Linked DNA regions of Mus musculus: all the other regions are linked to region 1. The links are chromatin contacts, called in public HiChIP or PLAC-seq and promoter capture Hi-C maps. All regions are on one chromosome and are shown on one strand. Each heading gives the region's core, a stretch centred on a gene start, on an enhancer-like site or on the middle of the called end of the contact. The rest is flanking DNA. Distances are from core to core; before and after follow the strand shown. Region 1 holds the start of Psmb8 (proteasome (prosome, macropain) subunit, beta type 8 (large multifunctional peptidase 7)). Region 2 holds the start of 1110038B12Rik (RIKEN cDNA 1110038B12 gene). Region 3 holds the start of Vars (valyl-tRNA synthetase). Region 4 holds the start of Nelfe (negative elongation factor complex member E, Rdbp). Region 5 holds the start of Abhd16a (abhydrolase domain containing 16A).

Region 1 (4,762 bases), core at 1,990-4,489:
CCTGGATGCTGGCAACCAGCTACGGGTAAGGTTCTGGCTCTCACCCTTTGTCTTTTTGAGCCATCTTGCTATGTGATCTTGGCTGGCCTGGACCTCACTTTGAAGACAATGCTGGTCTCAGACCCTTGGTAGTCTTCCTGCTGCTACCTCTGGAGGGCTGGGTCACCCTGCTGTGTCATCTCCCTGAAGTCTCATTCCCATGGGAGCTTTGCTTCTGCCACTCCTCCTGTGTTAGTTATACCAACAACAGAACTGTTCAAACCTGTCCTTGGAACTCTTGGTCCCATTAGCTTTTCTCCCGGACACGGGAACCAGTGAGCAGGGCTACTGTCCTAACAATCTGTATGGGCTAAGCTTGCTTTGTGTCGTAGACGTTCTATCCCACCCTTTGTACTAATTTGTCCATCAGAGTCTTTTGCTGTGCTTATTCTGTAGATGACAAAATAGAGGCTAGGAGAGGTTGATTAACCTTCTAAAAGTCACACAGCTTTTGAGCAGTGGAGCCTGGGTCCAGACACAAATCATCCAAACACTCGTGCTCTTTGTTACTCTTACTCTTTTTTTTTTTAAATTAAGATTAATTTATTTTATGTGTATGAGTGTTTAGCCTGAATGTATGTATGTGCCCAGTGTCTCTGAAAGTCAGAAGAAGGTGTGGATCCCCTGGAACTGGCGTTATGGATGGTTGTGAACCACTATGTGGGTACTGGAAGTCAAGCCCTGGTCTGCTGGAAGAGCAGCCAGTGCTCTTAACTGCTGAGCTGACTCTCCAGCCCCTGCATTACATTTCTTTAGATTGACTATAAAAAATTCTCATTTTAGGGGCTGAGGGGTGGCTCAGCAGTTAATAGCATTAGTTTTAAGAGCATTAGCTGCTCTTCCAGAGGACCTGGGTTCAATTCTCAGCACCCACATGGCAGCTCACAACCATCTGCAGCTCCAGCTCCAGGGTTTCTGACACCTGCACACAAGCAAAACGTCAATGAACATAAAATAAAAACAAATTACAAAATGTTTTCTCAGCTTATTAGTGGGTTATTAAAAATTTGTATGACATAGGAAAGGTGACATGTGGGGTGGGTGGGGGGGGGAAGAGGAGGGAAACGGGAGGTGGTATGGTTATATTTCATTATATTCATATATGAAATTCTCAAAGCATAAATTAATATATGTTTTTTGGAACGTAAAAAAATTTCCACATATTAAGGCTGGACGAGGAGACCCTAGTCTTACTTCACTTAGTATGCCATCTCCCAAGACAGTTGGTGTCCTTGGGAGGCCTGCTTTTTTCTGAAGGGCAATCGAGGAGAGGTAGGGGGTTGAGTAGGAGGGACTGGGAGGAGAGGAGGGGGGAACAGCAGTCGGGATGTAATATATGGGAGAAGAATAATTTCCTTTTCAAATTTCCCAGCTTATGGGTAGAGATGAGAGACTGTTCAGTCCCCTCCCCCATCATGCTTCCGCTCTCTCTCTCTCTGTACCCCCCTCTTGTGAGGACATCTTAACAAGTCATAGGTTTGGAGGGGTGCTGCAGACCAGGGATATCGACAATGTGTCCCAGCCCTGGAAGCACAGGGGTCCCCTGAACTGTAATGTCTGTGTGTTTCTCCAGGTCCAGCGGCTCCTGTATGAGAGCCCCAAGCGGGCTTCTCGGACGGTTCTTCTTATCACCCAGCAGCTCAGCCTGGCAGAGCAGGCCCACCACATCCTCTTTCTCAGAGAAGGCTCTGTCGGCGAGCAGGGCACCCACCTGCAGCTCATGAAGAGAGGAGGGTGCTACCGGGCCATGGTAGAGGCTCTTGCGGCTCCTGCAGACTGACAAGGCCTCTGGACTGCACACTGCGTGCTGTCCCCCTCCTGTCCTCTACTCTGTGTGACAGAGAACCTGGGAGCAAAGATATTACCACACCCACGGAGACAGTTGAGGAGCGGAGGTGCTTGTTACATGAGAAAATGTAAACTCTAGGAGATACCCGGAATTTACCACGAATGTGTTTCCCCGACCCGCTCCCTATTAGACGGGGTTTCAGGTACCTCACACCAACACTGAGCTGCTAAATCTCCGGTCTCCACCCTCCCGGTGCTGAGCTTGTATCACAGCATGCACACACAAACCTGGTTTATGTGGCGTTGTGATAGAATGAGAAGAAACGCCCAAAGTGTACAGAGAGAAAGGACAAGCAGCTTGCAATTAACCAAAGGCATAGGCTGGCATTTGGGTGTTCTATGGGTGTTTGATATTTGTAATAAAACTGGTGTTTTGTACTGTGGCTTCTCCCGTTTCTTAGCTCCCGCAAAGTCCTAGCTGAGTTAGTCAGCCCCCCCCCCCCCCCCAGGACAGTGTCCCGTTCTTCTTCAGAATTCTGTTTTACTTCTGGGTCCATCAGCTTTTATTTCCTGGGGCTCTCATTTCTCTTTACTGCTCACCCACGGACTCCTAGTGCTGAGCTGGACCGGGCGGCAGCCCCTCCCTCTCCGCACCCCAAGGCAGCAGCAACTGCATCTTGGAGTCCTTCTCTTCCTCGCTGAGGCTGGAGGAAGCGCGGTAGCGCCGCGGGTGGGGACCCCAGAAAATCAGACTGGATAACCTCGCCCGCCCGTTCAGATTCTTTCATCTTCTCCTCAGCGGCACACGCCGGGATAATCTCAATGAAATGGATAGGATTAGCCAGTAAATCTCTTCCATTCAGGGAGGGCCCGGTGTGTGACGTCAGCAGTTCCTGGGCAGATAATGTCCATAAAGGTTGCAAAGAAGAGGTGGGGTTGAGGATTCAAGGAAGGAGCGCGCAGCCCTGACTTGCGCGACGTGAGCAGCCCCGGGCAAGGGCGCGTCCTCGTGGGTGGCTCAGGGTAGTGAGACTGTTGAACCAAGAGGGGCCCTAGGAGGGACACATGAAAAGGCCCGACTGAGTCCTCTCCTTGGTTCGTCTTTCTCCGTTTTTTCCTGGTTGTCCCAGGACCTAAAGACCCCTGTGCATCCATTTATCGCATTTTCCAGTTTCTATAAAATGATGCTCATTTATTTGAGTGCTGCCCCCATCCCCAGGACGCACGCCTAGGTGGATCTGCTCAATACTCCTCTCAGGTTCCAACGTTCTAGACAACCTCTTTAGGAGATAGGACCCTATTCAGTCCTCCGCTGTTCCCAGAAGATGCCCCCCCCCGTCCCCCGCCTGTGGGTCTTCACGCACCCCACTGCTAGGCGGCCTCCGAAGGCGCACCTCTTCTTCCACCCCACAGCCCATTCTCTAGCTGGTTTCACTGATGTGGCAGCAGGAAAACTCGTCCCCAACACATTGTTTTAGTTCAGACACCCATTAACTGGGCTCTACTCGGAAAGGGCAGGGGATGGGGGTGGGGGACTGGTTCCCTCCCCTTGGTACTGTGGCTTTCGCTTTCACTTCCTTGTCGCAGAGTCGACGGATCTTCGGGGCCAAGTGGTCATGGCGTTACTGGATCTGTGCGGTGCCGCTCGGGGGCAGCGGCCCGAGTGGGCTGCCCTGGATGCGGGAAGCGGGGGTCGCTCGGACCCGGGACACTACAGTTTCTCCGCGCAAGCTCCGGAGCTCGCACTTCCCCGGGGAATGCAGGTGAGGACTGTAGGGCGTTCTGGAGAGATGCAGGAGGTGGGTGGTGGTGGGTGGCACAGAGGAAGGAGTGTCTGCCTGGGTCTGAGGAGGTGAGGACGCCAGGAGGGGCCGTCCAGGAGAGCAGCATCGAGGCTAGCCCTGAAGAACCAACGTGGAGATTAAGGCATGGGAAGGCGGGAGAAAGGGGTGGGGGAGGGACAGAAGGAGAGAGAGTCACGCACGGAGTTGAGACAGCGAGACTGAGAAGATGGTTGGTGCCAATCCCAAGACACAGTGCACAGACCACCATGCCTTCCACAGACTCACTGCTAACTACTACAGGGGCTGTACAGTTGTCTTGGAAGACCTATGAACTTTGGTGGCCTTACTTGGTCTCAGCAACCCACCCTGTGTGTCCTACGACACATTAGATGGCCTAGGTCTCAAGCCCCTCTACTGTAAAATGAGAGCAAGTTATTAAAATGTGCTTTCGAGAACCAAAGGAGCCACGGATTAGGAAACACCTTGAAGTCGCCTACCATGACCTTTGTTCCCACGTGCTGGAAAGCAGAAAGCTGGTGGGCTTAAATCCTGCTTTTCTTTCTTCGGAGCTACTGACATCTAGAGTCTGCAGACCCCTCCTCACTCTGCCACCCTGCCAGGAGCCTCCTAGCACTGAGGTGCCCCTCTGCCTCTTGCATCTCTTAGCCCACCGCATTCCTGAGGTCCTTTGGTGGTGACCAGGAAAGGAATGTTCAAATTGAGATGGCCCACGGCACAACCACACTCGCCTTCAAGTTCCAGCATGGCGTCATCGTGGCTGTGGACTCCAGGGCCACTGCAGGGAGTTACATTAGTGAGTATGTGTGCTCCATGTGTGCTCCAATGGTCCGACTCGTGGAGCTGTTCCCTCAGTAGAGCAGAAGGCCTGGGCCGAAGTTCAGACAGAGCTGGCATTATAGCACACTGAGGGTGGGGGTGGGATGGGGGGTGAGGGGTGGGTGGGGAGCTGTGGGCTCATTTCTTTGATCTCAAAACTCTTCCAGGCTCCTTAAGGATGAACAAAGTGATCGAGATTAACCCTTACCTGCTTGGCACCATGTCTGGTTGTGCAGCCGACTGCCAGTACTGGGAGAGGCTGTTGGCCAAGGAGTGCAGGTAGGCCGGTTTTATCATCTCATTTGTTCAGCCCC
Region 2 (4,482 bases), core at 1,699-4,198, 750 kb after region 1:
CATCCGGCCCACTAGAGCTTTTAAATTTATTTACTGTATGTAAGTACATGGTAACTGCCTTCAGACATCGCAGAAGAGGGCATCGGTGTGGTCACGGGAGATTCAAACTCAGGATCAGTCAGTGTTCTCAACCACTGAGCCCCCTTAAATCTACTTTTCTACCCCCAAGTCAAGTGCTCTTACCCCCAAGTCAAGTGCTCTCACGTGGCTGGGAACCCTCTATGCAGTAGTGATCTCTGATCCTTCTGACTCCACCTCCAAGTGCTAGGTTGCAGGTACACCTAACCCATGAGAGCTTATGGCTTGCTAAGCAGGCACCAGGAGTCTCTGGCCAAGTTCATTCACCAGGCAAGCACACCTGGAGTCTACTGGTGGGGTCTCCAGAAGGCTGGGGTGCTTGATGCTGTCCTTTACCCTCTGCAGTGGGAGCTTAGGGGAGGGGAGGCCGACTTGTTCCTAGCAGGTAGATCTGACCGATTCAGATGCTAATCTGCTAAAACTATGGTCAGCCTTACAGGTCTGTATAGAATTTTCATCTGTACTTCCAGAACAGATGCTGTTAAGGGACCAGGAACCAGACACATGAAATGACTAGCTCCTTCCTGGGCATTTGATGTAGGCAGTCAGGTGGTGACACCTGTGTGGTAAGGTTAAAACCTTATTCCCATATATCTTCTCACACCTCCCCACAAAGTGACACAGAAAAAGTCTATTTAAGTACTTTTAAAAGTATTTTATTGAGATCGTTCAGGAAACTATGCATTTCCAAGCCATTATATAGTCTGGGCAAGATAAGTTCTTATTTCATTTGTCTAATACTCATGTTCAAGGGAGGCCCTGGTTCAGTCTGGGCGCAGGGCTCGCAGATTACACCTTACAGCCTCTCATGTTCAGATAACTGGCAACAAAGCAATAAAAAGCCGTCCAACTTGTCAGTGCGTAGCAGCAAAGCCCTGAAAATTCAGAAGAACATTTTCAGCAGGGGAACAGCAAACACAAAGCTGATTTATGTGTTTCTAAAACCAGGATATTCCAACAAGGTCAGCTTTACAATCTGCACAGCGGGTTCATTGTGCTAACTTTACAGGCCCTAGTGACATCATACAAAGCCTTCAACAACCCCTCCACCCCGCCTTTACTGCTTTATTACCCTGAAAAGTGAGCTAACCACCCACCTTCATGTGGGCAGGACAAAGGGCTGGCTCTCATTAGATGATTAGCTCATTCAGGTCACATCTAGGTCACTTCCACCTTTGTCTGGATTCCAAGGTTAGCCCTCATCTAGGTGAGGGGATGGGGCCCCTGTGAAGTCCTCAGAGCTCACCCTGGAGAGTTAAGATGGGCACAATGAGAAACAGGAGAGCAGGGTATGTTCCTCACCAGAGCCAGTGTTGGCACACTGGGCTCAATCTCAAGAGGTTCCCCAAATGAGTCAGATTTATAGCTGACATCAAGGACAGCGTCAGAGACTCTAGTCTGTGAAATCATCACTCTCAATTGAGGGAGACCAGAACCTAGGGTACCACCCAGGGAATGTCAATCCGATAGACACAGGATGCGGTAGCCAGTGTGTGTAGTTAGGCTTCGGACTGTTGCAGAGCTATATAAAGCCAAAACTCCTGGGGACTGAAATTTAACTGCTAAAACCTTTAACGAAAAAAGGTGGCATGGGCCGGAGAGATGGCTCATAACCATGTGTAATGGGATCTGACGCCCTCTTCTGGTGTGTCTGAAGACAGCAATAGTGTACTCACAAACATCTAAATCTTAAAAAAAAAAAAAAAAAGGTGGTTGGAGCCAGGACTAAGGCCATCCTGAATTGAGAGCCCGTCTAAATACCCAAAAGCATAGTCTAAAACAGTGGCTCTCAACCTGTGTCACCAAGGAACCCTTACATAGGGGTCCCAGACAGGACAGCCTGTGTTATCACAATAGCAAACTTTAGTTATGAAGATACAAGGAAAATAAAACCGATGGTTAGGAACATCACAGCCCGAGGAACTGCATTAAAGGCCCTCAGGAAGGCTGAGACCCACTGCCGTGGACTAGCATACAGAACTTAAAGGCACAAGAAATAATCAAGGCAGCTCCTGGATCCACCATAGATTTAGAGTTAGGGAGATTAGTTAAGATCTAAAAACAAAAAGATGGCTGGGTGGTAGCTTGCTTGGAGACTGGCTAATGCAGGCAGGATATTAAGAACAAAACAAGGGCCAGTCGGTGGTGCTGTATGCATTTAATTCCAGAGAGTAGAGGCAGGCGGATCTGAGATCAGGGCTACATGGAGAAACCCTGTCTCGAATCCACCCCTTCCAAAAAGTCAAGCCAAGAGACAAGCATGCCAGTGAAACCTAAGACTAACCTTTCTTCAGGTGTAGGCAGCTGGCGTGTGTCCTCAAATCCCTACCAGAAAGCAAGACACAGAGGTAAATTACTCAGAACTCTAGGCCACTCAAAACCCACGCCACTGCCGATTTTGGACCCGGGGACGGTCAGCGCGCTGCGGTGATGGCGTCAGCGAGACACTCAGAATCACCAGAAATCATCATTACTGTCCTCTCCCCGAAACCAGCCCCTCCTCACACCGCCTACCTCTCGCCAGCATGCGCTTACCATTGTGCTACTGGGTACGGCTGGCGTGGGCCAGGAACCTGGAAGAGATCATTGAATGAGCACAGGTCGTAGAGACCCCGGCCTGCAGCCCCCACCCCGGCCTGGGTCAGTTACAAGGAGTGGCGTCACGTGGACATCAGAAACTCTAGTCTGTAAATGTGGGTCATCATACCCGGCCCCACACCGCAGAGCCCTCCCCACAGGACCCCAGGATACCTGCGGCACGAGGCGGACCCATGCCTTGCTCTCCGGAGTCCTCAGACCCTGCCCAGACCGGTGGAGAACAAAGAAGGGTGAAAACACGGCAAACCGTGTGGGCGGGTGCACAAAGAGACCCGTGTGCCGCCCGCCTCGGCCATTTATACCCACGCCTGGCCCGGGGGTCCTGACGGACATAGTCGTCTTCTCATATGCCTGACTTGATCGCGCTGACAAATGCGAAGGGAACAAAGAGGAATCATGTTTCTTACTGTCCTAAGTAGAGAATCATGTATATGACGACAATTTGATAAACTACCAATCCAAAGGAAAGAAAAAAAAAAAAGAAAGAAAGAAACAGGCAGCCTAATCGGCCAAGATTGGGTAAAGACCCTGGAGCTCCTACAGGATAGGTCAGCTCTTTGGTCTCCTTTAGGCTTATGGCTTTGCGGATTCTGTACTCATGTTTGGATCCAGTCTACCCAGGAGGACTCATATTGCCTACACCTAGCAGAAAAATCTGAATTTGCACCTCAGCTTCTGCTCTCCGTTAAAAAGAAAAAAAAAAGAAAAAAAAAAGATTACTGAGTGCTCTGCTGCATGTACACGTGCGTGCCAGAAGAGGGCATCAGATTCCCTTATACATGGTCACGAGCATTTGGTTGCTGGGAATTGAACTCAGGACTTCAGGAAAAGCAACCAGTGCTCTTAACTGGTGAGCCATCTCACCAGCCCCAACATTTTTATTTAAAGGGGGATAAAAGCCACACACACACAAACACACATCTGGCTCATAGTCTAAGATGGGTTCCAACCATGCCTACAATTACAGGCGTGACACACTACTATGTTGAGAGAGAGAGAGAGAGAGAGAGAGAGAGAGGGGGGGGGGGTCGGTTTCAAGACCGGGTTTCTCTGTGTAACCCTGACTGTCCTGGAACTTGCTCTGTAGACTAGGCTGGCCTCGAACTCACAGATATCTACTTGCCTCTGCCCTGAGTGCTGGGATTAAAGGCATACAACACCACTGGCCAGCTTTTAAGAAATATTTTTAGATTGATTGTATTTGTGTCTATGTGTGTTAGAGGAAGTTGTAAGCCACCTGGTGATAGGTGCTGGGAACTGAAGCCAGGTCCTTAGAAAGATCAGTAAGTGCTCCTGACCACTGAGCCACTGCTCCAGCCCCTTTGTCTTTTTTTTTTTTTTTGAGACAGCAATTCTGTACCATGACGGTCAACATTCCTACTTCCTTTTCCTAAATGCTGAAATTACATGTGCAAGGCACTATACGCTTCTCTATCTTCATTTTAAAATACATTTTAGCCAGAAGCAGTGGTGCACAACTTTAATCCTAGCACTTGAGAGGCAGGGGCAGGTAGATCTCTTTGAGTTCAAGGCCAGCCTGGGCTACGCAGTGATGAGATAGTGCCTCAGAACATAACTAAAATTTAAAATCTAAGAATCCTATAGTAGCCGGGCAGTGGTGGCACATGCCTTTAATCCCAGTACTTGGGAGGCAGAGGCAGGCAGATTTCTGAGTTCAAGGCCAGCCTGGTCTACAGAGTTAGTTCCAGGACAGCCAGGGCTACACAGAGAAACCCTGTCTCAAAAAACAAAACAAAACAAAAAACAAACAAAAACAAAAACAAATAAAAGAATCCTATAGTAATT
Region 3 (4,525 bases), core at 886-3,385, 800 kb after region 1:
TCCAGACACATACAGTCTTAGTCCCCATGTCTTTCCCTTTTCCCATCCTACGCTTTCTTTTCCCTTGGGGGTGAACTGAACTGTAATGGGGTTACAGTTGGAGGAACATGGCCCACCAAGATCATTTGCATCCAGCTTGGGCTGCAATCCATACCCCCATCCTTGGGATTCCGATCCAGGGCTCCTTTGGACCTTGATGAGGTCATCTTTTATCGGTGGCGTCCAGGAGATGGACCCAGTCGACTCACAACCCCAATATGCACAGAAGTATGACTCTGGTCCTCCACAGGTAGCCGTCTGCTGTGGAGACCTCCCCTCTCCAGGGCAGACATAGAAGGGGGTTCTCCGAAGTTCACTGTGTTGAGCTGGATGTTGACACCCCCATACAAGGCCCAGGGGATCCCAGGTCCCATCCGCTAGTGCACACAAATCAAAAACAAGATCAGGAAACCAAGTTCCAATGGGGGCGAGGTGGGAGGTCGAGTTAATTACAGTCCCCGTAGCAGTGTTAGTTATAACCCAAGTAAGGTTATGGGGTTCATGGGGCATAGGACTAGTTTGGACCACACCTATAGAAATCAGCAGAGTCAAGATCTGCAGTGTCTTAGCTTTAGGGAATCTTATGGTTGTCATTGGAGTCTTGATCCCGTCTGGGGCACTTGGCAGCATCTCCCGTCTAGTGATCGAGACTTCATCACCTGGTTGGAAACAATGGTGGTTAGGTGTTGCATAGATCTGCCATGTTTGGCCCAATCCATTTCTGTACCTTGTAAAGGACCTGTAAGCACTCTTGTCTACAGCTGGCATGAAGTTTTTCTGCCTGATTTCTCTCTCCGTGTACTTTTGAATAATACAAAGACAACTTTACACAGTACACAAGAGATTATCCCAACAGGCCTTTCTCCCCCAACCCCCCTTTCTTTTCTTCTTCTTTTTTTCTTGGTTTTTCGAGACAGGGTTTCTCTGTGTAGCTCTGGCTGTCCTCGAACTCAAGAAATCCGCCTGCCTCTGCCTCACACTCATAAGTGCTGGGATTAAAGGCATGCGCCACCACTGCCAGGCTAGCAGTGGCCTCTCAAAAGCACTGCGAACTTATGTTTTCCCTCTAGGTTTGAGCTTTAGTAGACCAGCTGGAGTGCTTCTGCCTTTGGGTCCCCTGCCCTTCCTTCACGTGACTCCATGTCAGGCAGTGAGCGCTCAGCACCTAGAGCCCCTTTCCTGTTTTACCTGGGTTAGATCCGAGGATCTTCCGCGAACTGGCGGTGCACTCCGTTACCAAAAGCCTGACATGGCCTTGAGCACACCCCATCAGTACGCTTTCTAAAAGCATAAGATAAATACAAGCAAGAGACGCGGAACGCACGGTGCATTTACCAACGCCAGGGAATTACCAACCTTTCATTCCCTACAGCAACAGCTCCCAGCAGCCAGGCACTGCTTGTGAAAGACCCCCAAGCTGGGTAGTCAATCACTCTGAGGAGACCCTCCCAAGGATCAGCGAGGCCACGATTCGGATGCAACAGCAAAAGGCTTTATTGGGAACACGGGTACCCGGGCGACTCAGTCTATCGGATGACTGGCGCGCCGAGTGTGGAGTACTTACCCTTCTTATAGGGCTAGGGCTGGGGGGCAAAAAGCGCGGGTACAGAAGCGAGAAGCGAGCTGATTGGTTAGTTTAAATAAGGCTTGGGGTATTTCCCGGTCATTTGGGGAACCTGAAACTGAGGTGGGACTTTCCAGAAACTGTTGCTGGTTTCGCTTTATCTGAGTACCATCTGTTCTTGGCCCTGAGCCGGGGCCCAGGTGCTTGACCACAGATATCCTGTTTGGCCCCTGTCCCGGTATTATTCAGCCTTATTCTTTAACTAAACTTCCTTGTAACTTTTGAGAACTCAGCTCTGGTACTTTATCATGCCTTGCAAAATGGCGTTACTGCAGCTAACTTGCTAAGCCTTATGGTGGGGTCTTTCACTTGGAGCAGCCCGAGATTCTGCAGCTCGCCCTGCAAAAGGCGGAAACCTGGGACCAAGCACGCACTCCAGACACTAGGGCTTTCGTTTTCCCGCGCTCTAGACACGAAGACCCCGGGCTGCCCGCGGCGGCGCCTGACCCGAGGGCCACGGGCTGCCCGCGGCGGCGCCTGACCCAGACCCAGGCTCGTCCCGGCACGCGGGTTCCCGTCTCCGTGCTGCACGAGCCACTCTGGCCCCTGCTTGACCCGTCCGGCAGCGGTGGGCCGCGCACGGACCCTCGGGATCGCGCACGCACAGGCGGGGCCCGGCAGCCCTGCGAGGACCCGAGTCCGGAAACGTGCGCTGTCACAAAGGGGGGGACACGTGGGTGCCGCTGTCCCGGCCGCGTTCTCCCGCAGCGGGAGAGCTGCCTCCGCTGCCCGCCACCTCCACCCCGGCCGCCCTGTGGGGCCGCGGCCGTAGCCGGCCGAGTGTGATCGCCGCCTTCAGTACGTACACGCGGCGCGGCCTCCCCTCTCCAACCCGAGGGGGCGGGCGATCGGGGTCCCGCCTCCTCCTCTAGGCGCTGCTGGCGGCTGCTCGGCCAGGCCTAGGGTCCGGCCGGGCGCCTGCGTACCTTGCAGCACGTGCTCAGGTCCCCTCCTCAATCTGCCGGGTCTCTCCTCAGGTCACTGCACCGCGTTCGGACCCTGCACAGCCATGTCCATCCTCTACGTCTCTCCTCACCCCGACGCCTTCCCCAGCCTCCGAGCCCTCATCGCTGCCCGATACGGGGAAGCTGGTGACGGTCCCGGGTGGGGAGGCCCTCACCCCCGCATCTGCTTGCAGCCTCCCCCGAGCAGCCGGACTCCATTCCCTCCGCCTCGCCTGCCCGCCCTGGAGCAGGGACCTGGCGGCCTGTGGGTGTGGGGGGCCCCGGCTGTAGCTCAGCTGTTGTGGCCTGCAGGCCTGGGGGGACCCGGGGGCAGCCGGGCAGCTGTCCTGGTCCAGCAGTGGGTCAGTTATGCTGACACGGAGCTCATACCCGCTGCCTGCGGGGCGACCCTGCCTGCCCTGGGACTTCGAGGTCCTGGTCAGGATCCCCAGGTGAGAGGGAAGAAAAAGGGAGAAATTCTGACTACACAAACAGGATTGGGAAGAATCCCACGAAAAAAGTCGGTTGTCAGGCGGTCGCATCTCTGCCTGCCACCTGGTGTAGTAACTTTGGGAACACTTTTTCTCGAGCCTTGGTCTTCTATGTCTGAGAATGCAAGATGATGAAATCTCTTCCTTCCTCCGGGGGTGTGATACATGAGCGCCCGGGAGTGGAGCGTGGTTTTGCTGTTTTCACTACGTTTGGAGTGTGTGTGTGTGTGTGTGTGTGTGTGTGTGTGTGTCTTTAAATTAGGTCTCGCTCTAACTGAATGGCTCGGAACGAACGCACTGGTGTGCCAAGCATTCCCAAGTCTGTCTTTGGGTTTCTGTTGCCATGTTTAAAACAACATGACCAAAAGCGCCTTGGGAAAGAAAGGAATTGTTTCAGGTTACAGCTCTCCATCACTGAAGGAAGTCAGACCAGTGACTGGAAGCAGAAACAAAAAGAGGCCGTGCAGGACCGATACTTTCTGGCTCACTTTCCACAGCTTGTTCAGCCTGCTCTTTTATACCGTCCAGGGCTGCTTTGCCAGGGGTGGTATCCCCTACAATGGACTGGCCCTCCACATAATCATTAGTTAAGAAAACGTCCCCACACGCTTACCCACAGGCCAGTCTGGTGGGGACATTTTCCCAATTGAGTTTCCCACTTCGCACGGGCCACTGGCTTAGGTGAGGTTGACAAGGCCCTGGTTGGCAAGTGTGACAGGGATGCAGGATGTGAGCGGTTTTATGTTGAACTGTAGGGAAGACTGGGGAGAGATGACAGTTGCTGGGAGGAGTCAGAGGAGGCTTGAAGTTGAAGGAGAGGCAGGGAGAGGACAGATGACACACCAGATTGTTTCTGTGAGTCCTTCCAGGGTAGACCTGTGTCTGCCTTAACTGAAAGCTCTGCCCCTGCAGGGTAGGGAGTGCATGGTGGCTGCCTAGTGTCACTTCAGTGGGGGAATGAAGGAACAGTGCAGATGGTGACTGGCTTCTTCATATCTGGATGGACTAACAGAGAGCCTCATTCCTGCGGGGTAGTACTTCAGACCTGCGCTCATTTGTGGTTTTCCTGGGTGAAATCTATTGATGCCCAGACCTGGCAGTCTTGTTTCATATAATCCTTTAACTTTAGAGCCTGATATGTTTCCTTGGACTCATAAACTTAAGTGTTTAGTGATAACTTGTTGGATAAATCACACACACAAAATACTTGTGTGTATTCGATTTTTATTTTATGTGTATAAGTGTTTTGCTTGTGTGTGTGTGTGTGTGTGTGTGTGTACACTTGTGTGCCTAGTGGCCAAGGAATCTGGGGACATGTAACGAGGTGTTGTCATAACTTGGTTTACGGACTGTTGTGCACCACCATGTGGGCTCCTGGAACCAAACTCTCTAAGAGCAGCCAGTGTTACAAACGCTGATCTGTGTCA
Region 4 (4,725 bases), core at 195-2,694, 650 kb after region 1:
GCAGAGCCAGGGATCAAAACCAGGGCTTTGTGTATGCTGAGCAAGCGCTATACCAAGTGAGCTATGTGCTCAACTGAGAATTCGCATTTTAGAATTCTTATTATTTGTAGTAGTATGTGTTAGTATGTATAGGTCTGTGTGTAATGGGTGGACATGGGTACACGCATGCACACATGGCAGTCAGAAGACCACATTGTGGAGCTGGCTCTCTCGCTGCCTTTACGTGTGTCTCATCAGACTTGCATGGGCAAGCGCTTTAATAGGCTAAGCCAGTGATTCTCAACCTTCTCAAATGCTGCCACCTTTTAATGCACCGGTTCTCCTGTTGTGCTGACCACAACCGAAAAATAATTGTGTTGCTACTTATTAACTGTAATTCTGTTACTGTTATGAATCTTAATGTAAATGTCTGGTGTGCAGGATATCTGATATGTGATGTGACCCCTGTCAAAGGGTCATTCCACCCTCAAATGGGTAGTGAATCAAAGGTGGAGAATCTCTGGGCTAATAAGTCATTCTGCCAGTCTTAAATTTTCTGCTTCTTTTCTTTCTGTTTTGGGGATGAGATCTCACTACATAGCCCTGGCTGGCCTAGAACTTGGTATGTAGATCAAACTGGCCTCCAATTCAAGAGATCTGCCTGCCTCCACCTCCCAAGTGCTGGGAATAAGGGTGTGAGCCACGCCAGGCTTCAGTTTAAAAGAGCCAAGTGCTCTGAGCTATGCAGAGAGAAGGAACCTCCTAGGAGGAAAGATACAGGTGAAGGGGCAGCTCTGAGAGCTCGCGTCTCCAGCACTCCCCGCTCCGACCTACTGGAGTTCCAGTAGAGTGGGATCTGTCCAGCATGAGCCGGAGGCCAAGATGACAGTGTCAAGCTACATCCTCCTGTGAGCAGGGTGGAATTTCTTTTAGGCTCATAGGTCAAAGGTGAGGGTCAAAAGTCACTCACAGTGCTCTCTGGAGGCCCTGGCACGTTCAGCAGCTCCCAACGGCCAGTGCACCCCACTTCCAGAGCTCGAAGGGGTAAGTTCAGGGGATCTAGGGGAGGCAGAACTACAAGGGAAAGGTCACAGGTTAAAAGCCACAAGTCATTCCTGTCTACTAACTAGTCCTTTCCGCGGACCCCCCTCCCTCCCCTCCCCTCCTCTCCTCTCCTCTCCCGTCCACTCTCCTCCCCTCCCCCTCACCGAGTCGCTCCGTCTCCATCATCCTGGAGCCGCGGCAGCTCCCGAGCAGCCCGGAAACTCAGAGTAACCACGGAGCCGGCCCCGCCCCGAGAAGGGCGGAAGTTGAAATTACTTCCGACACGCCCCCTCCTCCACCACTCCCCGCCGGGAGCGTGGGCGAGAGCGGCGCCGAAGCCTGACTCGGAGCCGGGCAAGGCCGGGCGGAAGTCACTGCGACTCGCCGCCTTGGTTACCGCGTGTCCCGCCCCTTTACGTCATCGCCGCGAGCCAGCGCGCAGTAGCCCGCGCGGCGGCGCCGGAGACCGCGGGCCCGGGCGCCGCCCCCTCAGGTGAGGGCTTCGTCTCACATCTTTCGCGCCTTCCCCGCGCGGCCCCTGGTTCTTCTTCCTCCTCCTCTGGTTGCCCAGATAGCGCTACGCGGGCCCGGCCGCCTTCTCTGCCCATCGGACCCCGAGGTTGGCTGACCTAACCCCATTGGGCATGGGGGTCGGGAGCCATCGCCTTGGCGTCGCAGGGAGTGCTTTCCCTTCTCCGGGCTGAGGTACCCCAAGGCTCTAGTGTCTGGACCTTGGACATAGGCGGGAATGCCGGTTGATTACCATAAACAGGAGGCTGGACAAGCAGCCTCGGAGGAACGAGGGGTTAGGGAAAGGCCAGAGGCTGGAGTAGGCGGGCCTGGAGGTTGGGGTGCATACAGGATGGACGCAAGTTGGACGACGTGTGAATTTTGAATGGTGACAGTAGAGAATGATGTCTTGGGTTCTGCCCTTGAACCAGGAGCCAACATGTTGGTGATACCTCCGGGGCTGAGTGAAGAGGAAGAGGCACTGCAGAAGAAGTTCAACAAACTCAAGAAGAAGGTAGGAGTTAGTTAAGCGTGGTGGCCCGGCTTCTCCAGACTCTGGGGACACCTGGGCTGACTGTAAGGCCATGGGAGTCCTCCTGCCTCCTACCGGAAGGGGACCTCTCAGTGGAGCTTTGGCAGCATCGTCCAGTCTTATTTGAACCCTCCCTCTTCTCTGGTCATCCCCAATGGAATTATCATCGTCCCTGTGGCTTCAGTACCACCCAGAGCCTTGTGAACCATCAAATGCCCAAGTAAATGTGCTCCTCCTGTCTGCTCTACCTCCCTCCCTTCGCTTTTAGATAACCAACTGCATTTAATAGGCCTTAAAATCTCTCATCTCTGACACACCACTCCACCTCAGACAGGGTCTCACACTTAGCCCAGGCTGGATTGAAAATATGTGGCTTTGGGTAGCCTGGAATGGCTCTGCCTCACCTCTGGCTTCTGTACTATTTACACAGCAAAACATTTGTCAAGTCTGTCGATGGTTTCTAAGTTCCTCTTCCACTTTGTCCCCTACCACTACCCCTGGCAAGGATCTCAGTATGTGGCCGGGTTGGGTGGGTTGTTTTGTTTTGTTTTGTTTTGTTTTTTCAACTCCTGGGCTCCTGGTATCTTCCTCCCTAAGCTTCTCTCAGGAAGTGGAACTCTAGGTGCACAACACCGTCCTCAGCACTCTCCTTACTAGTGAAACCTCTGAGTAATTTCTCATTGACAGGGTCTGGCTTTGCTGTTTTGAAGGCACACCTGATCCATTGAAAACACTTCCGAGGTTTCACATCATGTATAGAATTGAAATATCAGCTCACCATACCTGTCAAAAGAGAGAATTATTTTCTCTTAAAACCTGCCTTCCAAAACCTCCTCTGCATTTTTGCAACCCCAATTTCTTTGTCTAAAGTATCTTTTCTGTCTGTGTTGGGTAATTCTGTGAGGTCTCAGTTTACTAGCTGCTTATGCATCAGAAAGTGTTGCTTATACTCAGCCCTGAGTGATTAGTGCCCTTGATTATTCTTGGCTGTCAGTCTAGCCATTGTTTCCTGGGTTCTGAATTCCTTAAGGGTGGGAACTATGTGTTTTGATTCTGCATGGCCTCATTAAATGTGCAGAAGATGGGAGATGGGTGGATAAAATCCCCAAGGATTCAGGTCTTATTTGCAGCTTATATGGTAGGGCTTAGGTGTTTTTGGTTTTCAGTTTCCAAAATGTGAGACTGGAAGGCCTTGGACACCATAGTTTGGTTAGGTTAAGTACTGTGGGCTTCGTGAGGATGTGGAAGCAGGATGAGCCACTCCAGGACCAGGATGCCACACACACTGGCCCTGGAACCAGACCCTGGTTGACAGACCTCTCTCCTTTCCAGAAAAAGGCATTGCTGGCTCTGAAGAAGCAGAGCAGCAGCGGCCCAGCGAGCCAGGGCGGTGTCAAACGCTGTAAGTGACAGAGACAGAGAGTCCAGGGGGCAGCAGCAGAGGGCTTCCCTCCACAGCCAGCATAATGAATGCCTCTCTCCTTCCCCCTCCCTCTCTCCCCAGCACTGTCAGAGCAGCCTGTGGTGGACACTGCCACAGCAACAGAACAGGCCAAACAACTGGTGAAGTCAGGAGCCATCAGTGCCATCAAGGCTGAAACTAAGAACTCAGGCTTCAAACGTTCTCGGACCCTGGAAGGGAAGTTAAAGGTGAGCACACAGGAAGATTGTCTGGAACGTCCTGGCATCAGCTGGAAGGGGGTGGGTGGGGGAAGTCATGCATGCTCACATATGAGCAACCTGTGCTGTTCTGAGTTTAGGGTGTTTCTTTCTTGTTCCTTGAGACAGGGTCTGACTGTACTCATGGAGTCAAGTGATGCTCTGGCCTCAGCCTCAGAAGTAGTTTTTGCCACTGCAGCCCACTGGAGCGCTAGGTTTCTGTCTATCACAAAGAAACCTGAGCCCAGTGTGGTGGCACATGCCTTTAATCCCAGCACTTGTGGGGCAGAGGCAGGCAGATTTCTGAGTTTGAGGCCAGCCCGGTCTACAGAGTGAGTTCTAGGACAGCCAGGGCTATACAGAGAAACCCTGTCTCGAAAAACAAAACAAAAAAAAACAAAACAAAAAAAAAAAGCCTGGGTGATGCCCACATCTCTTTTCCATATTTGTGCTTCTTGGATTGAAGGGAGGTTTGAGTAATGAAACCAGTTACTCACATCAGCTGATGTAGTGGCACACACCTTTAATCCCAGCACTTGGAGCAGACAGGCCGAGAGCTCTAACATAAAGGACAGCCTGGTTCTACTGCGCAAGTTCAGGATAGCCAGGGCCACACAGAGAAGCACTATCTTGAAAAACCAGTCAACCGGTCCAGCACATCATCATAAGAGTGACAGGAGCAAAAGAGAAGCAGAGAAGAGAGAGGGAAGAGCTCTCCTGATCCACGCTAACATGGGTATCTGCCCTTTTCCAGGACCCAGAGAAGGGGCCTGTCCCCACTTTCCAGCCGTTCCAGAGGAGCATGTCTGCTGATGAGGACCTACAGGAGGTAATGGTTTCTGTGGGGCCAGGGTTGGGGACAAGAAGAGACCCACACACTGTGGACCAACTCCGGCACCTGGGAATCATTTGAATTGTTCTCTGTCTTTTCTTTCCCCTTAGCCATCCAGACGTCCCCAGAGGAAATCTCTGTATGAAAGGTCAGAGAGAGCACCGTTTGG
Region 5 (4,656 bases), core at 247-2,746, 890 kb after region 1:
CTTAAAATCTCCTCTGCCAATGGCATTAATCCAAAACTCTCAGACATGCAGGCTGTGTACATATATGGATACACACACAAATGTAACTTTACAAAAGGGGAAGGGATTCGGTGTGGTAGTGATGCATGCCTTTACTCCTAGCACTTTAAGATTTATTTCTACATATATAAGTACTCCATCTGCTTGTATATCTGCATGCCAGAAGAGGGGATCAGATCGTAAGCCACCATGTGGTTGCTGAGAATTGTATGTAGGACATCTCGAAAAGCAGCCAGAGCCCTTTACCACCAATCCTAGCACTTTGAACAAGGTTTCTCTATATAGCCCTGAGTGGCCTGGAACTCACTACATACGTAGACTAGGGTGGCCTGGAACTCAAGAGGCCAATCTGTCAACACACCCATCTCTCTCTGTCTCTCAAGTGCTGGGATTAAAAGCATGTGGCACTACATCGGGCAGATTACTTCTTTCAAAAACTTAAAAAAAAAAAAAAAAGATTCTTGGGTTAGAGAGATGGCTCAGTGGTTAAGAGCACTGACTGCTCTTCCAGAGATCCTAAGTTCAAGTCCCAGCAGCAACCACATGGTGGCTCACAACCATCTGTAATGAGATCAGACGCCCTCTTCTGGTGTGTCTGAAAACAGCTACAGTGTATTCATATACATAAAATAAAAAAAAATTTAAATAGAATTCTTCAGAAGAATCCTGCTATTTCTTCTAATGGATACATCCCTAGATCTGTGTGTGTGTGTGTGTGTGTGTGTGTGTGTGTAACCCAGGGCTTTCAGCATGTTAAGCAAAGTTTTCTATACTTGAGCTACAAATCCAGACACTAGCCTCTTTTCTTGAAGTTCTTGTCAAATGCTCCTACTCTCACCCAGTGATCGTTCCAGAACATGCTGACATTAAGGGATAGGGTTTAAAAAAAAAAAAAAAGTGAAGCCAGGCGTGGTAGTGCACGCCTTTAATCCCAGCACTGGGGAGGCAGAGGCAGGTAGATTTCTGAGTTCGAGGCCAGCCTGGTCTACAGAGTGAGTTCCAGGACAGCCAGGGCTACACAGAGAAACCCTGTCTCGAAAAACCAAAAAAAAAATGTGGGGGCTGGAGAAATGCTCAGCGGTTAAGAGCATTGACTGCGCTTCCGAAGATCATGAGTTCAAATCCCAGCAACCACATGGTGGTTCACAACCATCTGTAATGAGATCTGATGCCCTCTTCTGGTGTGTCTCTAGACAGTAACAGTGTACTCACATAATAAATAAAGAAATCTTTAAAAAAAAAAAAGTAACCACCTGGGGCATTCATTTTCTTAAGTTTCTCTATTCAGAACAGCTCTAACTAACTGTAGACCGTCGCCCACTGCGCTGAACACTCCTCTCGTGGCGAGAACGTCAGGCTGGACCCTGCCACGGGGCGAGCGGATACGTGCTGACGTCACGCACGCACACAGGCACGCACGCAGCGCCCAGGAGACTACGGGCGGGGCCGGCGGGGACCTGAGGCCGAGGGACAGCGGCCCGAGCCGGGGCTATGGCGAAGCTCCTGAGCTGCGTCCTCGGCCCCCGGCTCTACAAGATCTACCGGGAGAGGGACACGGACCGGGCCGCGTCCAGCGTCCCCGAGACTCCCACTGCCGTCCCCGCCGCCTCGTCCAGCTCCTGGGTGAGTCGGGTTCCCCCCGGCGGAGAGCATGGTATGGTCCAGACCGCGCTGCGCTGCGCTCGCCCGGCGCGCCCACTGTGGGAAACGGGGGAGCCCGCTTGTCAAGTGGCGGTCGCGCACGCAGTCCGCCTGCGGGCGCTTCCCGGCCCCCTCCCAGTCACGCAGGGCCCAGCCGCCGCCTCTCTTTACGGCTTTGGAGGAACTCTTCCTCACACCCACCACCACGCTTGCTTTTTTTTTTCCCCCTCCGCGTCCCCCGAATGGCTGGTCCCAGTTGAGTTTGGAGTCCCCTGCGCGCACTGGCTTTTGCCCACCTACTCCCAATTTCTCCCAGGATCTGTTGACTTTCTCTTTAACCTGACTTTTCAGTTTCAAAAATGACTTCATGTCATGTATTTACTTGTGCGCCTTGTGCCCCCAAACCTAGCCTGAAAACCAGGGTCTTGCATTCAGGGTGGTAGTTTGCTCTCCAAAATGTTTTTGTTTTTATTGGTTGCAAATTATGTTTAGGAGGCTTTCCGAAGTGCCCACACTTAGCGACATTTTTCCCGGAATCGACTTACATCAAATGCTATTCCTTCCCTCTTAGAATTGTCATGGAGTCTCTCATTTTCAATTTTACTCCTCTCCCCATAGTGACACAATCATATCTGTATGGAGTTTCAGGGGAAAAAAAGGACCGGTTTTCCAAATGCTGCTTTCACTTTTGCTTCCAAGCCTAGCACCCCGTGATTGCTTTCAGGGTGAGGGGTGAAATGTCAGGGGGGGGGAGTTGAAGCTTCAGCAGAAACAGGAGTATCCCAGGAGAAATGGCCACAGAGGCTAGAACCAGGTGACACAGGTTAGGGCTTCTGGAAGGGAGGAAGGGCCTGTCAGCTGGCAAGGTCCTTAACAGGCCATCTGTTTTGGCAGGATACGTATTATCAGCCTCGGGCCCTGGAGAAACATGCAGACAGCATCCTGGCACTGGTAAGTCAGTCCCAGCATCTGCCAGTCAAACCCAGCCCTGGAGAAGGCAACACCCCAGGAGGTGAGGGGTGCTCTGGGCCCTGTACAGCAGAGCTTGCACAGAGGACCAGCGTATCCCAAGTGCCTACCGTTGGCATTCTCCCTTAGGAAGTCCCCTTTGTGTACCATAAGCTTTTTCCAGAGCAGTTTGAGCCCTAAGGATAACAAATTTACCTTTGGGATCGGCTGCAGGTCTCTGAGTCTTGCAGTCCCTAGTGACCTATCCTCCCTGGCAACTAACTTCTGTGGCTGCAGAGACAGCTGTTCTCCCTGGCAGAGTTCCTATGGTGATGTTCTCACATCTCTTGGGGACAAAACCTGGGACTCTCTTGAGTGGGGCCAACTGGGAAGGCTTGATTAACTTGAGTAGACAGAGAGGCTGGTGTTTTCAACGCCATGAATCTGTGTCAGTCTCCGTTACTGTACTCTGACACACTATGAGGCAACAAATATTTGGGTCCCTACTGTGTGCACGGTGTCAGAGCCAGGCCCGGAGAGGGCAGAACAGCGTGTGTGTGCACAGGCGTATTGATCGCCTGTCTGTGTCTCTGCTGCAGGCTTCAGTCTTCTGGTCCATCTCTTATTACTCCTCTCCCTTCGCCTTCTTCTACTTATACAGGAAAGGTCAGTGTGGTTCCAAAGGTGGTGGTGGGGCGTGTGTGGGTGGGGACAAACCGGGCAGGTCATTGGCCAGTGAATCTACTCCCCGAAGAGAAAGGGGGTGATCCTGTGAGAACGGCATATTTGACTTCCCTCTTCTACCAGGAGTCTTGCCCTATAAGCTGGTGGTTCTCAACCTTCCCAGTGCTGCGACCCTTTAACACAGTTCCACATGTCGTGGTGACACCCCCCCCCCCCCCGCAAAACCATAACATCATGTCGTTGCTACTGGATAACTGTGATTTTGCTACTGTTATGGTTCATGATATAAATATTTTTTGGAGATACAGGTTTGCCAAAGGGTTCCCAATGCACAGGTTGAGAATTGCTGGTCTGATAGAATGGCTAACCCAAAGACAGAGTGTGGGTAGAGGTTGTGGGCAAGCTGGGAGAACCACTCAGAGGTCCTGTGAGAGCGTCTCATAACTGTCCCTCTTCCCTCCCAGGTTACTTGAGTTTGTCCAAAGTGGTGCCATTTTCTCACTATGCCGGGACATTGCTGCTGCTACTTGCAGGGGTGGCCTGCCTCCGAGGTAGGTAGAGAGGAGCCTGGTTTGTATCTGTGACTGGATAAGCGTTAAGCACTTTTTGCAGACGTAGTTTGGGGCTGGGCCCTGTAGGGAGTAACTGAGGACAGTCCAAGGTGTAGCTCTTCCTCAAGTGTCTTACATCCTACATTGCATGTGTTCATCAGCAGTGTACAGGAACAAGAAGAATACAGCACACACCGCCTGAGTCTCAGCTGGAGACAGCAGCAGACTTTAACATGCACAGAGACCTCACACAGTGTAACCACACTGTGGGCCCTGCACCGGAGTACAGATCAGAGGTGCACTGTTAGTGGAAGACATTCGAGCAATGTGTCCTCTATCCCAGCGCTTGGGTAAGAGGGAGGTAGAAAGTCTCACGTTCCAGGCCAACCTGGGCCACATAGTGGGACTCTGTCTCAATCAGTGAATAAGTGTGTAAGTGAAGGTCAAAACAGAGGGGTGTGTGCGTGTGCGTGTGCGTGTGCGTGTGTGTGTGTGTGTGGTGTGCGCGTGTGTGTGTGGTGTGTGTGTGTGGTGTGTGTGTGGTGTGTGTGTGTGGTGTGTGTGTGTGTGTGTGTGTGTGTGTGTGTGTGTGTGTGGTGTGTGGTGTGTGTGTGTGTGCGTGGTGAGACCCAGGACACAGAGGGGTGTGGTTCGTGACCGCACTTTCCCTCCCTCTTCTCCTCCCAGTATTTTCCTCTCCCCTCCCCATCCCCATCCACTCCTCCTCCGTTTCCCATGGATATCAACCAGCCTTGGCATATCAAGTTGCAGTAAGACTAGGCGCATCCTCTCC

The links. Promoter capture Hi-C pulls out the DNA fragments that hold promoters and counts their contacts. HiChIP or PLAC-seq counts read pairs in DNA pulled down with a chosen protein or histone mark.
Region 2: a contact with region 1 is called in an H3K27ac HiChIP or PLAC-seq map of microglia, with 6 times the contacts expected there. The contact joins the promoter of 1110038B12Rik here to the promoter of Psmb8 in region 1. A contact is called at or near these places in 4 of 115 datasets of contacts at active chromatin or transcription factors (bone marrow-derived macrophages, memory CD8 T cells and microglia) and 1 of 9 other capture datasets (macrophages).
Region 3: a promoter capture Hi-C map of liver shows a contact between it and region 1, with 3 times the contacts expected there. The contact joins the promoter of Vars here to the promoter of Psmb8 in region 1. A contact is called at or near these places in 2 of 39 promoter capture datasets (liver and second pharyngeal arch cranial neural crest), 1 of 115 datasets of contacts at active chromatin or transcription factors (bone marrow-derived macrophages) and 1 of 9 other capture datasets (adipose tissue).
Region 4: a contact with region 1 is called in an H3K4me3 HiChIP or PLAC-seq map of bone marrow-derived macrophages, with 4 times the contacts expected there. The contact joins the promoter of Nelfe here to the promoter of Psmb8 in region 1. A contact is called at or near these places in 7 of 39 promoter capture datasets (embryonic stem cells, hippocampal neurons, liver and 2 more), 2 of 115 datasets of contacts at active chromatin or transcription factors (bone marrow-derived macrophages and large pre-B cells) and 2 of 9 other capture datasets (macrophages and pancreatic islet).
Region 5: a promoter capture Hi-C map of liver shows a contact between it and region 1, with 2.6 times the contacts expected there. The contact joins the promoter of Abhd16a here to the promoter of Psmb8 in region 1. A contact is called at or near these places in 2 of 39 promoter capture datasets (liver and pre-B cells) and 1 of 9 other capture datasets (liver).

Annotation. Positions count from the first base shown.
Region 1 is chr17:34,194,956-34,199,717 of GRCm38.p6, forward strand. Psmb8 (proteasome (prosome, macropain) subunit, beta type 8 (large multifunctional peptidase 7)) reads left to right here and starts at 3,240. Exons shown (of 6, transcript NM_010724.2): 1 at 3,240-3,590; 2 at 4,278-4,425; 3 at 4,616-4,727. The coding sequence starts at 3,444. Tap1 (transporter 1, ATP-binding cassette, sub-family B (MDR/TAP)) reads left to right here. Exons shown (of 11, transcript NM_013683.2): 10 at 1-25; 11 at 1,613-2,270. The coding sequence ends at 1,819.
Region 2 is chr17:34,949,523-34,954,004 of GRCm38.p6, forward strand. It overlaps 1110038B12Rik (RIKEN cDNA 1110038B12 gene), which reads right to left and starts at 2,949. Exons shown (of 4, transcript NR_015536.1): 1 at 2,830-2,949; 2 at 2,614-2,651; 3 at 2,363-2,403; 4 at 713-953. It overlaps LOC115488834 (a small nucleolar RNA gene), which reads right to left and starts at 2,553; the gene lies at 2,491-2,553. Snord52 (small nucleolar RNA, C/D box 52) reads right to left here and starts at 1,486; the gene lies at 1,428-1,486.
Region 3 is chr17:34,998,772-35,003,296 of GRCm38.p6, forward strand. It overlaps Vars (valyl-tRNA synthetase), which reads left to right and starts at 2,136. Exons shown (of 30, transcript NM_011690.3): 1 at 2,136-2,461; 2 at 2,641-3,059. The coding sequence starts at 2,673. It overlaps D17H6S56E-5 (DNA segment, Chr 17, human D6S56E 5), which reads right to left and starts at 1,975. Exons shown (of 2, transcript NM_033075.3): 1 at 1,396-1,975; 2 at 1-698. The coding sequence starts at 1,402.
Region 4 is chr17:34,848,947-34,853,671 of GRCm38.p6, forward strand. It overlaps Nelfe (negative elongation factor complex member E, Rdbp), which reads left to right and starts at 1,445. Exons shown (of 11, transcript NM_001045863.1): 1 at 1,445-1,642; 2 at 1,965-2,047; 3 at 3,398-3,467; 4 at 3,570-3,715; 5 at 4,479-4,553; 6 at 4,667-4,704. The coding sequence starts at 1,973. Skiv2l (superkiller viralicidic activity 2-like (S. cerevisiae)) reads right to left here and starts at 1,258. Exons shown (of 28, transcript NM_021337.2): 1 at 1,188-1,258; 2 at 950-1,053. The coding sequence starts at 1,209.
Region 5 is chr17:35,087,795-35,092,450 of GRCm38.p6, forward strand. Abhd16a (abhydrolase domain containing 16A) reads left to right here and starts at 1,497. Exons shown (of 20, transcript NM_178592.3): 1 at 1,497-1,662; 2 at 2,575-2,631; 3 at 3,228-3,294; 4 at 3,777-3,863. The coding sequence starts at 1,531.